3 separate regions of the Mus musculus genome follow, and regions 1 and 3 are each linked to region 2. Evidence: chromatin contacts called from public ChIA-PET and HiChIP or PLAC-seq data. All regions are on one chromosome and are shown on one strand. Each heading gives the region's core, a stretch centred on a gene start, on an enhancer-like site or on the middle of the called end of the contact. The rest is flanking DNA. Distances are from core to core; before and after follow the strand shown.

What was found. ChIA-PET counts read pairs in DNA pulled down with a chosen protein or histone mark. HiChIP or PLAC-seq counts read pairs in DNA pulled down with a chosen protein or histone mark.
Region 1: an RNA polymerase II ChIA-PET map of memory CD8 T cells shows a contact between it and region 2, with 40 read pairs. The contact joins the enhancer-like site here to the promoter of Atg3 in region 2. A contact is called at or near these places in 3 of 39 promoter capture datasets (the 3T3-L1 cell line, cranial neural crest and liver), 3 of 484 Hi-C or Micro-C datasets (CD4 T cells, erythroblasts and rod photoreceptor), 2 of 115 datasets of contacts at active chromatin or transcription factors (memory CD8 T cells and microglia) and 1 of 9 other capture datasets (adipose tissue).
Region 3: a contact with region 2 is called in an H3K27ac HiChIP or PLAC-seq map of embryonic stem cells, with 3 times the contacts expected there. The contact joins the promoter of Tagln3 here to the promoter of Atg3 in region 2. A contact is called at or near these places in 4 of 39 promoter capture datasets (the C10 cell line, hematopoietic stem and progenitor cells, liver and 1 more), 1 of 484 Hi-C or Micro-C datasets (erythroblasts), 3 of 115 datasets of contacts at active chromatin or transcription factors (embryonic stem cells, forebrain and pro-B cells) and 1 of 9 other capture datasets (pancreatic islet).

Annotation. Positions count from the first base shown.
Region 1 is chr16:44,359,993-44,364,919 of GRCm38.p6, forward strand. All of the region lies in intron 4 of Spice1 (spindle and centriole associated protein 1), which reads left to right. Among named protein-coding and RNA genes, the nearest start is that of Spice1, 15 kb to the left of the region's middle. Within about 2 kb of position 2,114, at least 14 of the 459 cell types and tissues checked have an H3K27ac peak or open chromatin away from gene starts, as enhancers often do. A contact at or near this core is called in memory CD8 T cells, where this site is marked.
Region 2 is chr16:45,156,815-45,161,670 of GRCm38.p6, forward strand. It overlaps Atg3 (autophagy related 3), which reads left to right and starts at 2,015. Exons shown (of 12, transcript NM_026402.3): 1 at 2,015-2,357. The coding sequence starts at 2,286. It overlaps Slc35a5 (solute carrier family 35, member A5), which reads right to left and starts at 1,859. Exons shown (of 7, transcript NM_028756.4): 1 at 1,568-1,859; 2 at 647-832. The coding sequence starts at 812.
Region 3 is chr16:45,721,294-45,725,970 of GRCm38.p6, forward strand. It overlaps Tagln3 (transgelin 3), which reads right to left and starts at 3,238. Exons shown (of 4, transcript NM_019754.3): 1 at 2,834-3,238; 2 at 1,630-1,804. The coding sequence starts at 3,013.

The DNA of each region.
Region 1 (4,927 bases), core at 864-3,363, 800 kb before region 2:
CTCTCCAGCCTTCATTTTATTTTATTTTATTTCTTGTTGCCATAAGCATTCTTAGCCTGTGATAACCACTGAGCCATCTCTGCAGCTCCCGTAGCTTTTCATACAAGTACTAAATGTAGGTGAAGTAAGGGGACAAGAAGAGTAATGAGGGGACAGGTGCAGGGTCTCATCTGTGGTGTGGTGATTCTCAGTCCTGACTGCACATGAGACTTCATCATGGCCAAGATGCTCCTGAGGAGGGTGGGGAACCACTGTACCTCAACTCTAAGATTCAGAGTTAGTGAAGCTAGGTGGGGAGGTTTCCCCAGTTCCCGTGTGTTTTTGTGTTCTGCAGGGTGTTAGAACTGTAGCTTTTGGTGAGATTTAGATGTTTTCTTTTACTGTCTTACTTAGTACAGTGATCTTTGGCCTCATGAACAATCTACTCCGAGGAATGTGACGGAGACTCAGTAGGAGAAGGCAAAGTGGTGGCTTTACTTGAGGTCTGACTGTAATTAATACCCAGTGTCAACAGATTAGTAAGATTATTCCTCTACTTTCTGCCTTTGTCAGTTTCTACTGTAGCCATAGCCATGTTGATTTATTATATATTTATTATATATATCCATTATAAGTTACGCTTCCTAAGCTCTTAATTATATGGACTTGGAAGATATTTCACCAAAGGTAGAAATTTGGTTCATAAGACAGTATAATATGTATTTTAATAACCCTCGAAGCATCATACAGGTTTTCAGTGTATCCACACACTAGGACATCCCTGTAGGGTGGAGGTGGTGATTAGATTCTATTGATATGCCAGTGTATCTTGAAAGTCAGTAGTTAGAAATAAATTTACCTTTTTAATGTCTAGGTTTGGATGTAGATTTGCCATAATTTATTATTGTTCTATTTGTGGACACTTAGCTTCTGGGAATAAAAGAACTCAATATAGTAACTTAAACAAAACACAGATTTAGTTCTCTCATGGAGAGCTCAGAGGTAGCTGGTAGAGGGTCCCGCAGTTCTTCAGCATCCTGAACACAGGGTGGCTGCTACAGTGTCCTTCAGTTGTTTGCAGGGCAACAGCAAGTGGAAGTAGAGAGTGTCTGCTACTCCTTTTATGCCAGCCATTGGCACTGTGTGCTGTTCTCCAGGACACTATTGCTTGGAGGCTCCTGTATTCAAAGATGGGTTGGAACTTGAGCTGCTTCCTTGATTAAAATGCAGGAGTCGGCTCAGGCATTGTGGCCCATGCCTTTAGTCCCAGCACTCATCACCAGGAGGCAGAGGCAGGTCGGTCTCTGTGAGTTTGAGGCCAGCCTGGTCTACAAAGCAAGTTCCAGGACATCCAGGGCTGTTACAGAAAAAAAACCTGTGTCAAAAACTCACCACAACCACCACCACCACCGCCACCAGGAACTTAGGAGTTGCTATTAAAGGGCAGTATTAGGGATAAGTAGTAGTGTGTGCCACTCAGATTGCATCTTATCTTGGCATGATAAATAATCCAGCAGATAGTCTTCATTGTGTTTTTGGGTACAGGCTTGTTTGTTGGGTTAATTATTAACAGAAGCACTAAGTCAAGGGCTGGTGCTTTAGCTCAGTGTTAGAGCACTTACCTAGGGTGTTTCAGGGTTTACTCTCAAGTACTGGGGGAAGGAAGAAAAGAAAACTAAGGATCAAAGAGCATGCGCATATTTTGTTTCAGTCACTAAATTTTTCTGTGCTTGTGTTGTCTGTATTTAATGGATATGATAGGACGGTAGGCATATCCCTGATACAAAGGCATGGTTGTTACCATGTTAGAAAAATAACACAGCTTATTTTCTATTGATAATTTGAAGAATTTACTACTTTTTGTTTTTAAGGCATTACCCTGTTAGGGTTTCATTGATGTGAAGAGACACCATGACCAAGGCAACTCTTAAAAGGGACAACATTCAATTGGGTCTGGCTTGCAGGTTAGGTTCAGAGGTTCAGTCCATTATCAAGGTGGGGCAGGGCAGCATCTATCTAGGCAAGCATGGTGTTGGAGGAGTTGAGAATTCTACATCATCATCTGAAGGCTGCTAGAAGACTGTCTCCCACGTGGTTAGGAGATGGGTCTCATTGCTCACTCCCCACAATGACACACTTCCTCCAACAAGATCGCACCTACTCCATCAAGACCACACCTCCTACTAGTGCCACTCCCTGGGCAAAGCATAGACAAACCACCACACACCCTCTGTCAAAGTAAAGTCATGGAGCTGACAGAGCAGTTAAGTGGAAAAACAATCTTATTAACAACTACATGCCCGGTGTCAACTATAATCAGGTCTCAAGTAAAACCCATGCTGTGCGCCATTGACGTCGCAGGAAACTAACTAAAGTGGTTAGAGTTTATTTACTATTTCTAGTGTGGGCCCTAAGCCCAGTATTCTGTACGGTGTGTGCTCTTGGCCTTTGCAGTTCTAAAGTTACTCTATGGAAGGTACAAATGGCAATCTCATTAACTGACCTAGCCGGCCGGCCCACTTGGCCATGGCAGAAAGGATAGCAGAAGAATGCTACTCACTTATATTTCTGTATTGTAAAATAGTAATTGCCATGTGATGTGATTTTCTCTATTACAGAGAAATTCCACTCAGCGTGTTTGATATTAGATGCTTTATTGATTTGAGTCAGGGTTAGAAAAGGAGCTGCCTTGATTTTAAGATTCCTTTCAGCTCAAGAATGCCATCTGGTGGCAGTAGGCAGAGTTGACTCATCTGTAGCATATGGCTTTGGGTTTTGTTGTTGTTGTTGTTGTTGTTGTTTGTATTTATTTATTTATTTAGGTATTTATTTCATTTACATTTCTAATGCTACCCCAAAAGTCCCCTACCCTCTCCCTCACCCACTCCCCCACCCACCCACTCCCACTTCTTGGCCCTGACATTCCCCTGTACTGAGGCAGATAAAGTTTGCACGACCAATGGGCCTCTCTTTCCACTGATGGCCGACTAGGCCATCTTCTGATACATATGCAGCTAGAGACATGAGCTCTGGTGGGGTACTGGGTAGTTCATATTGTTCCACCTATAGGGTTGAAGATCCCTTTAGCTCCTTGGTTACTTTCTCTAGCTCCTCCATTGGGGGCCCTGTGGTCCATCCACTAGCTGACTGTGAGCATCCACTTCTGTGTTTGCTAGGCCCCGGCATAGTCTCACAAGAGAGAGCTATATCTGGGTCCTTTCAGCAAAATCTTGCTAGTGTATGCAATGGTGTCAGCATTTGGATGCTGATTATGGGGTGGATCCCTGGATATGGCAGTCTCTACATGGTCCATCCTTTCGTCTCAGCTCCAAACTGTGTCTCTGTAACTCCTTCCATGGGTGTTTTGTTCCCAATTATAAGAAGGGGCAAAATGTCCACACTTTGGTCTTCATTCTTCTTGAGCATGTGTTTAGCAAATTGTATCTTATATCTTGGGTATTCTAAGTTTCTGGGCTAATATCCACTTATCAGTGAGTACATATTGTGTGAGTTCTTTTGTGATTGGGTTACCTCAAGATCCATCCATTTGCCTAGGAATTTCATAAATTCATTCTTTTTCATAGCTGAGTAGTACTCCATTGTGTAGATGTACCACATTTTCTATATCCATTCCTCTGTTGAGGGGCATCTGGGTTCCTTCCAGCTTCTGGCTATTATAAACAAGGCTGCTATGAACATAGTGGAGCATGTGTCCTTCTTACTGATTGGAACATCTTCTGGATATATGCCCAGGAGAGGTATTGCGGGATCCTCAGGTAGTACTATGTCCAATTTTCTGAGGAACCGCCAGACTGATTTCCAGAGTGGTTGTACAAGCTTGCAATCCCACCAACAATGGAGGAGTGTTCCTCTTTCTCCACATCCTCGCCAGCATCTGCTGTCACCTGAATTTTGATCTTAGCCATTCTGACTGGTGTGAGGTGGAATCTCAGGGTTGTTTTGATTTGCATTTCCCTGATGATTAAGGATGTTGAACATTTTTTCAGGTGCTTCTCAGCCATTTGGTATTCCTCAGGTGAGAATTGTTTAGCTCTGAGCCCCATTTTTTTTAATGTAGTTATTTGATTTTCTGGAGTCCACCTTCTTGAGTTCTTTATATATATTGGATATTAGTCCCCTATCTGATTTAGGATAGGTAAAGATCCTTTCCCAAACTGTTGGTGGCCTTTTTGTCTTATTGAGGGTGTCTTTTGCCTTACAGAAGCTTTGCAGTTTCATGAGGTCCCATTTGTCAATTTTTGATCTTACAGCACAAGCCATTGATGTTCTATTCAGGAATTTTCCCCCTGTACCCATATCTTCGAGGGTTTTCCCTACTTTCTTCTCTATAAGTTTCAGTGTCTCTGGTTTTATGTGGAGTTCCTTAATCCACTTAGATTTGACCTTAGTACAAGGAGATAGGAATGGATCAATTCGCATTCTTCTACATGATAACCGCCAGTTGTGCCAGCACCATTTGTTGAAAATGCCGTCTTTTTTCCCCTGGATGGTTTTAGCTCCCTTGTCAAAGATCAAGTGACCATAGGTGTGTGGGTTCATTTCTGGGTCTTCAATTCTATTCCATTGGTCTACTTTTCTGTCACTATACCAGTACCATGCAGTTTTTATCACAATTGCTCTGTAGTGCATCTCAAAATATTTTTAAACCATTTAAAGAGATTTAGTAATTCTCTTTAGTGTCTATTGTGGATATATATATATATATATATATATATATATATATATACACAATATATGTATATGTATATATACACACACAATATATGTATATATATATTAGAAAATTTATATATATTATATATATAATATATATATTAGAAATTTTAAATAGAACAATAATCAAGCCTTGTCCATATCTTTTTGTTTTTTTGTACATTAAAGTCCTTCAATAGAAAGTACATAGTCAGAGGCACGACTGTAATGGTGT
Region 2 (4,856 bases), core at 765-3,264:
GGGAACTGAACCTACAGACTCGAGAAAACCAGCCAGTGTTCTTTGCTTCTGGGGTATCTCTTCTGCCCCAAGCATACTCTCTCTTCTTGCTTGATGCCTGTGGGTGCCATGTGAATAACTGCTACGAGAGCTTCCGCTACCATGACCTCTTTGCTTGGTGAACCCTACGCTCAGATAGTGAGCACAAAGAAACCCTTTCCTTAACCTGCTTTGGGCAAGTATTTTGTCAGAGCAATGAGGAAAGAAACTAATATGCTATTAAAACAGAGCCTAGGGCATGATATTAACTGAAGTCGAGACTTACATTCACAAGTAGGAGCCCAACTAGATAACTAAACAAATATATTGTATTTCCAAATAAGCTATAGTTGTATGTTTTACTAGAAATCCAGAAACACTTGTTGGGCATCTGGGTATAATCAGATGTTAGATACACTGTGCTTTACCTTGCACTTAAATGATCCAAATTTCATCCAGGGTTAAAAAAATGTTGCCAAGGAACACACAAGGTTAAAGTTTAAATTTTCAATACACTTTATCATGGACACAAAGCATAGTACTTTAAAAGGCATCACGTATAATTTATTCATAAGAACACCAGGCAAATGATTAAAAGCACCCCATACACATTTCCATTTTAACTCACCTTCATTGGCAGAGTATTTTACCAGTAAGATTCGACTTGAACTTAGAGTAATGAATATAATGCCTAGCAGGAATGTGTACAGCGTTGGTGGGCCTAACCCAGGGCGCCTGGAGCATTTTCTTTCCATTCCACGGGTTTTTAATTGCCTTAAGAAGATCACTTTCATGAGCAGCCCCGTCGGCAGACCTAAGGATTAAACACAATGCAAAGACTGAAGACTGTGAAGAATAGAAAAGGAAACCTGTAGAAGTCTGGCCACAACTACAGCAGACGGAAGACAGCCGAGGACAACAGAGAGGACTTAAAGGAAACAAACCATACTGCCAACATCTGATAGGAGAGGCAAGTCTCAAGACAGAGAGGGGATGGCCAGATTGGAAATAAGTTAGGAAATGTGTAACTGACAGTTTGGGACTGCAGAAAAGCAGTTTATTCGTATTAACTTTGGTCCACAAGGAATGAATTTTGGAATGGCCTTTCCTTTCAGAGCAGAAAAAGAGCTCACTGGGAACGATTCTTTTACAGAAGCGACCTCAGTGCAAATAGTTGAATCACAGCTAATGACTCTTAAGTGAACCAGGATGGGACCAGAAGGCTCATCTTGGGTCAGTGAGCCTAACTGGTCGGTCTTTCACGACAGATGGTCACGAAACTCCAGGCAGGGTAAATACTTGCCCAACGCGCACAGGTAGGATGGGAACATAGAGCCGTCAAGGGCCGCAGACACAGGCCCAAATCAGAGAGCAGGTGGGCACAAGCCAATGGACAGAAGGCCAATGGGTCAGCACTCCTCCCACCTCCACCAGGTTTCCCTCACTGTCAGGGAAACCCTCCCACACATGCGCAATAGGAATCGCGGGCGGCTCCCAAGCCCCTTAACACGCTCGAGCCACAACACTCAGCCCGCGAGGGCGCGGTTACCTCAGTCGCTCAGGGAAGGTTCTAGTGCAAGAACGGACATCATAGAGCCGACATAGTGACTGCCTAAGTTCGTAGTAGCAGCAGTAGGTTTTGAAGGCCCATTGGTGGGGAAACTATGAGCCGGGAGCAAAGGCGACAAAAAACAAAAAACAAAAACAAAAACAAACAAAAAACAATAAAAATCAACCCTTCTCACGCTGCCTTCCAGGGCTGGAATACAAAGCTAAGAGCCGCCCGCTAGGGAAGAGCAGCCTGAGCGGCCATTGCGCAGGCGCGCTCATTCCAGCGCTTCCGGGGGGCGGGCCGGAGGGAGCAGAGGCCGGCCGGTCCCGCCCCCGCGGGCCTCCTTTTGTCACGTGTCCTGGGAGAGTCGAGTCACGTGAGGCCTTAGGTGGCGGCGGGGCTGTTGGGAGAGTGTGAGAAGAGGAAGGGGAAGCCGGAAGGGGTGTTCAGTGGAGCTCCGGGGAAGAGAGACAGCTTGGAGAAGGCCGGGGGCTGCGCGCGCACCCGCCTCTCGCTCAGCCGGCTTGGGCCCTCTGCGGTGGCGGCCAGGTGACAGCTGGGCCGGGCCTCCGCGTGTCGCCGCCCCTCCCCCCCGGCCGGGCCGGTGCCGCTGCGAGGTTCGATGCCAGTCGGGCACGTCCGGGGCAGTTTTTGACTCCCCTGTGGCCCGGATTGCGACAGTCCCTCCGTGCCCTATCGCTGCTCCAGCCCCAGGATGCAGAATGTGATCAACACGGTGAAGGGAAAGGCTCTGGAAGTGGCCGAGTACCTGACCCCGGTCCTCAAGGTAAGCGGGGAGGGTCTGGCTTGCTCTGCCCTGGTTGCCCAAGTCCCGGTCCCCAGCGTGGACGGGGTGTAGAAGGTGGAGGGGCGAGTCGCGCGGCCGGGTGCTGCCTCTTGCCTTGGGCTCCTGGGCCAGTCCCAAGGCTTGCTGGCTTCCCCGCTTCCACTAGAGTGAAACTGGGTGCCTGCTGTCTCCACTGATCAGTGCCGCCTTGGAGTGCACGGCTAGGTGGTGCGGAGCAGAGGTACGAACGTTCTGACATCCATAGTCTTTTAAATAGGTAGACTGGGTTAACCTTTGAAAAGATGACAGCTTGGTGGCTAAACAGCATGCCACGTTTCCTTCCAAGTTTCATAGGAAGTTTTGCTTTTCGGGTGATCTAATTCCCAACTTGCTTAGGTTTCAGAGGAACATAGTAAACTGTGACATGTTAGTAACTCTGAGCCGAACTAGAGCGAAACTTGACGTTTCTCAAGCCTTTAAGGTAGCCGTAAGTGATTATTAATCTTGGACTTGAGTGATCCTACAGCAACAGTTCAGCACAGCCGATTGTATATTGTATAGATTGGAAACACTATTGACATTTTTAGGTGAAAGTTGTGATAGGTTAGCTGTTAGCACAGATTGGATTACTTGCTTTCAAAAGTAAAATTTCAGGGCTTCATTCAGAGCTTTCTTACACCTTCTAGGCTACATACGGTAACTTGATTTTGCTTTGTAAAAAGCAAGCAGTAAAAGAGAAACAGATAATTTTGCGTAGTTTTTGTTCTGTACTTAGCTTTCAGTTAGAATTTTACCAATCTTAGTGCAGGGGTGAAATCTGCTGATGGGCAGAGTAGGCTGTTCGATCTTTCCTTGGCAAGGGGGGAATGCTTTCCAATAATTATTACCAAAATACTTTTGGGCCAGGCGTTGGGGTTGCACACCTTTAATCCCAGCACTTGAGAGGTAGAGGCAGGCGGATTTCTGAGTTCAAGGCCAGCCTGGTCTACAGAGTGAGTTCCAGGACAGCCAGTGCTACACAGAGAAACCCTGTCTCGAAAAATACCAAAAAATAAAGTAAAATAAAATAAAATACTTTTGAAAAAAATACATTTTTGGATCAAGTTTGAAGAATCTGGAACAATTGCGAATGTTTCTTTTATATGTATACAGTGACAGTCATTTTAGTTAAGATTTACTCTTTTACTTAAGAATTGGAAAATAATTTCTACATTGACATCAAATGCTTCTTTTGTATGTTATACTTCCAGAATATTGTATCTGTGTAGATTCACAGTGTTTTAATAATGTACCATCAATTTAACTTTTAGTCTGAGGGAGAGATGAGCAAAACACTTCTCAATTAAATATAACATGGCTATCTTGTATAGCACTTGCATTTTGTTGAACTTGTAGAATAGTTCTCGAGGAATCAAAAATACATACACACACACACACACACACACACACACACACACACACACACACACACACACACACACACACTGTGTAGACTTAGTTGGTTTGGACCGCACTGTGTAGCTCAGACTAACCTTGAATTCTTAGAGATCCACCTTCCTCTGCCTCCCAAGTTCTGAGGTTAAAGTGTTTTGCCGACCTGCCTGGAGGCAATGTGTAGCATATGTTTTTAGTATAAAAGAGAATTAATGGCCCCTCCTTGTGACTCCTGTCACTCCTGTAAAGAGAATCCTTATAGATGAGGGAAGGGAAAGAGAAAAAGAGAGATAATCCAGAAAGAAATGATGCTTTGTTAGGAAGTGAAGGTTTAGAGATGGCTTTGTTTAGATGGCAGCTGTGTAGTAAAGCCGAAATCCTTAGAGTGATCTTGAAGGGTCTCTGGTCACTACAAGTCCCAGTCTCCTCTAACTTGTGAGTACTGTGGCGTAGCCTCCCTCCTTAGTACACAATCAAGCAGACTTTGCTTCTATAATTTTTCTTTCTCCCTTAGCCAGCAATCCTTTTACTCCAAACAGCCTTATGGTTTTAGTCTTTTTTCTATCCTTTATTTATTTATAATATATTTTGTTCTTATTTCTTGAGAATTTCATAGATGTGTACATTGTATTTTGGTTATATCCATCTCTACCTCCCCACCTCCAATTTCTTCCAGATCACCCCCAGCATATACCTCTGCCAACTTAGTGTTTTCTTTTTAATTCTCTGAGCACAGTCACTGCTGCCTAGGTGTGTGTGGGCATAGGGTCACCCATTGGAGAGTGGACAACCTACCAAAGACCACAACTTGAAGAAAAGAGACTTATCTTCTCCTAGAGAAACTGCTAGAGGCTGGGAGGACTGCTTTCAAAGTATCAGTCTTTGAAAGAGACTGATACACTCAAACTCAGAGTGCCAGTCATTCACTACCTGAACAAGATCAAGCCAATCAAAATTCCATTGGGTTCTGGAGGTGCTAAGTTGGACCCTTAGCCGAGGAGTTATTTTAATACCACCTCTCCCCTACCTAGTTTTTTTTCCTCTTCATGCTATAAAGATCAGTTT
Region 3 (4,677 bases), core at 1,988-4,487, 570 kb after region 2:
TCCCCACACACCTCAAGCATCCTGCCTCTTACATACTCCCTGCATTAGACTGTTCACCCTCTCATTTGCTCTAACACCCTATTGGTTTCCCATAGCTTTGATTCCTCCTCCTCCTCCATCCTCCTCTGCCTCCCTGGCATCAACAGTTAGTCACTGCTGTGACTCAACAGCTCATCCATGGTATAGATGAAGAACGCTGTGGCCTGTTGAGTACCCTCTTGTGCTTTAGCACTAGGACCTAGGGTGGAGTCTCAGGTCTGAGAGGTTATGAGCTCTCTGGCAGACACACATAACCAGGGGCAGGCAGGTGTCACTGTCTGTGGAATGGGGAGGTTGAAAATATTTCCTTCATAGTTCAGTGAGAAGAACTGTGTGACCCTGTCCAGAAAAGCTCTTATCTCTGGGCTGCTCGTGATGGAGAAGATCAGGGAAAAGAAACTGTTACTATCTGTGGAAAACCACCATAATTTTGACCTGGAAACCAAGCCTCAATCAGGACATCTCATGAAGAATTAGAGGAAGGTATCTATGAGGACTTAATGCAGTGGCTAGCATTTCAGATACTGGAGTTTCTGAGTAATAAATACAAGATCAATCCCCTGGCCTCTTCAGGTCAGAACTACTTACCCATTGAAGATGCATAAAACTCTCTGTGAATAGAGTCTTGAGGTAATGACCCTTAGAATACCCACACTTTGATCAAAGTTGCATTATTCCACTGTCACTGTCAGCAGAGCCATTTGGGTCACTATCTAGGAGATTCTGTTGGTTGCACTGCGATGACAGCCAGTGAGTGACAATGAGCATGTCAGTCAATCTGTCAGTTAGACAGTTAGTCTCTTTGTGCCTCAGGCAGGCCTACTCGTGGCTATATGAATTAATATGCACATTATCACTAAAAGGGACTTGAAGCCTTATGACTATTGGTCACTCAAATCCTTCAGCAATATCTTCATTCCACGTCATTTTCCCCAACAGTGGTGGATTGCTATCTATATATGTCCAGAGATAAGATCCAATCTAAGTAGCTTTGTGAGATTCTTCTCACTGAGTCAATTCACAAATGCGAGTGAAAAGTCATTTAGTAGTCTCCCTGAGCAGACTACTCATCTAGAAGATACAGTCACCATTCTCTAGATAATTGTTTAACAGAAAGATGGAGTGCTGTTTTTCTCCCTCAGATTGAATGACAGAGGAGCACCAGATGGCTTTGTCTGTAAGCCCCAGTGATGGTGAGTCAGGAGAACACTCACTCACTCCTGCCTCCTTTCTCTTCCACTAAGTGTGATTTGTGATGGAAGGCCGACTAGAGGAAAAGACATGCGTGTAGCCAGTTCCCTTCTTCTCTGTGGACACTTCCACTATCACACTTAGCCACTACTTGGCTGAGGTTCTTGCCCTAGCCTCAATATGTGTCCTTCTGTACGACAGGACCCCTACCCAGAAAGCATCACAAACAGGAAGGCCAGCACTGTCCCTGGGATGACAGCTGAGAACACACTTCCCCTCCCCCAAGCAGCACAGGGAATCCCTGTGTAAGTGGCTTTTGCAAATAGAGGACAGAGAAAAGAAGAGGTACTGGGACAAGAGTCCAGGGGAGACAGACCTAAAGCCAGGAGGGCAGTTTACCTTCCCAGAGATCCACTGTTTGAAAAATGTCAGTGGTCCTGACACCATAGACCTCGGCAGCTTTCAGGAACTGAGAGATTTGCTCCATCTGCTTAAAAGCCATCTTTGACTCTGAGATCTTGGGGATGGGTTCTTGCCCTGGTGGATATAAACTGTTTATCAGCTTGCACAGGACCTAAAAAGGGAGTGTGGGGGACAGAGGGTTAGTGTGTTTCCCTTTGCAATAAATGTCACAGGTCAGAAGTGAGTGGTGCATCTACACACACACACACACACACACACACACACACACACACACAGACACACACCCACACCACAGAAGACCCCCAGGGAGCCCATTCACAGACAATAGCTGACCACAATCTTGCAGCCAGAACCTAGTTCCCTCCTTGAAAATCCTGGATGATGAGGACATGATCTCCCATTCTTAATGGAGGATGCATTGGAGGCTCACGGGGAACCGGGAGGATTCTGATCTGCTCTCTGGGATCTGCTGTTTTCACTAACTCATCCTATCTAAGTTTGTGATGCGTCAAAGAACTGAATTGGGTCTTCTCAGAGACTCTTAGAAGCCAAGCCCTACGATGCCCAACAAATAGGTGGGATAGCAGTTATGTAACAGTAAATCACAGCTTGCCAGAAAAGATGGGCTTCTTTGACTTAGCTCAGCTGTCCTCCTGGAACCCAAACACACAGTATCTGGACAGAAAGGCACTTATCACATAAGGATTCCCTTCCTGTTCAGGGGAACTCATCTGCTCAAGAGATCCTGAGCACCTCCAAGGGATACAGCTTCCATGGAGGATGACAAGTTGGCTAGCCTGACCCCCTTCCTTTGTTTCACCGTGTAACCAGCTGGTTCCCTTGGGGGTAAGAACAGCCCAAGAAGGCTAAGGAGATCACACAGCAGCAGCGCTTAGCCCTACTCTGAATGGAAACATCAAAAGGGCTCCAGTTTTGCTTACAGCTCAGAAGGAAGCTTGAGTCTCATATAGGTGGAGAATCCTCTAAACTAGCTAGGAAATTGTGCAGAGAGCCCTCAGAATTGCAGCCAGCCCTGGAGAAATAAAGGCATGCTCATCTCTCCCGGTGAGACCCAGACCTTGGCAACAGGGGATCTCCCCGGGCCTCACATGGAAAGAAAAGGCCCTAGCAGGGTTTCCCTGCCCAGCGCCCCAACAACCAATATCCTTGCCCGCCTTACCGTCCCGTCCATCAACCATTTCTGAAAATGGGCCCTGCCCGGGGGCGGGTGCTCTATATCCTCAGCACACTGCAGGATGATCCAGTCCACCAGCTTGTTCTCCAGATCCGCGTCATACTTCTGCTCAATCTTCTCCTGCACCTCTCGGCTTAAGCCATAGCTCGGACCCCTGTTAGCCATCTCTGGAAGAGAAGAGAGGACACACGCGGCATCCACACAATAGCAGCCACAGGAGCCCCCGGGTTTCCTGAGAACCCGGCTGGGATGTGGCAGGGAGGCCGAACCCAGCAGCAGCAAAGCGGGCAGAAAGCCGGGCGTGGTTTAAAATCAAGGAGCCAATGAAGCCAATGGGGTTTCACCTACAAACGGGAAAGAAAAGCGCAGCCACGCGCCGCTCTGGACTCTAGAATAAAGCCCTGGCCAGCCCACGGGGGGCTGGAACCCCCCTTTCTCAGTCCTGCCTGTCAGGCAGACCGGATGATGTACATGGGACTCATTCGTGAGCATAAGCCCCCAGACAGACGGTGGGTGGTGGGCGATGGTTGCTTGCTTCCGCTCTCAGCAGCACTTTGCTAGAGATGCCCAGAGCAGGTAATTAACAGGCGGGAGAAAGGATGTCTCAACATTACGCCGCGGATGGTGCAGGAGATTGGAAGCAAGGCGCCCTGGATTTGATTTTCTCACGGCTAAGGAGGGTCAAACCAGGGCTGTTGCTAAGAGCGCCCCAAAACCAGCCCTCTCCTAGACAGGCCAGACCGCCTGCCTCCCGCTGGGAGCTTCTTTCTCTGCCGCACAATCCTTTCTTCTCCTCTGGGAAACCCAGCATTGTATCTGAGGCCCCACACAGCTGCCTGAGGGGACTTGGGCCTCTGGGAGGGTCCATTCTGCTAAGTGCCCATCTGCCAGGAATAGCCAAACCACTTTAACCTTGCACTGAAGGGACAGTTGTTACAGGACAGGATGGGGTCGGGATGGGGGTGACACTGGAAGCTGCAACCGTTTACTTAAGCTGTCAAGGCAGTTCCATCCAGAAACTTCCAACCCGTAGAAAACCTCTGGGCTTGGTTTGGCTCTATTCAAGGGATAAGTCTTATAAATGTTACTTTAAAATAAAATATATAAGACAAATTTTCTAATTAAACAGAAGTCTCTCCGTACCCTAAAAGTTTTGGTAGGTTGCATTCAGTGCACAGATATTCATGCAAGTAAAACGTTCATGAATATAAAATAAATATTTTAAATTAGTATTTTTTTAAAAGGTGAAAAAGTCTTAGAATCAGCAAGTAAACTGAGACTGGAACGTCAGACTGGCTCCAGGTAATAAAACACTGCTTTGCAAGGGTTTGAGGTTAGAGTTTTCAGTAATTTTAAGGGTCAGTTTGTAAATTCTGTCATCTTTAGTTACTGGGTTACATAAGTAAAAGTGACAAAGATGAAGTATCCAAAATGAATTGCTCTTTATTTTTGTTACACTTCCCAATAATTTATATTCTTGAAGATATTTGTATTCAAGTCTCTACAGAAGATAAACACTGTATAATTGTATGGTCCTGGGCTTTCTTCGCCACATTGCTTTCAGAGATGCCACAGCGGAAGTTTGAATCTGGTCCTGATGAGAATCCATATCCCAAGGATGGTGGCAAGTGCCAGCAGTAAAAAGCCAGTTATTAGGCACTTACCAACCTCACACTAATTTGCCATGCAAGGGAATTCGAATATTTTCAGGAGAAAGAAAACCACCAGATCATCACTGGATAAAAGGCAAGAGACTCACTCATCTGACTGATGTAGCTGAATTAATAGTGGTGCTACTTTACTGCAGAAGAACTCACAGGTAGGGTGGT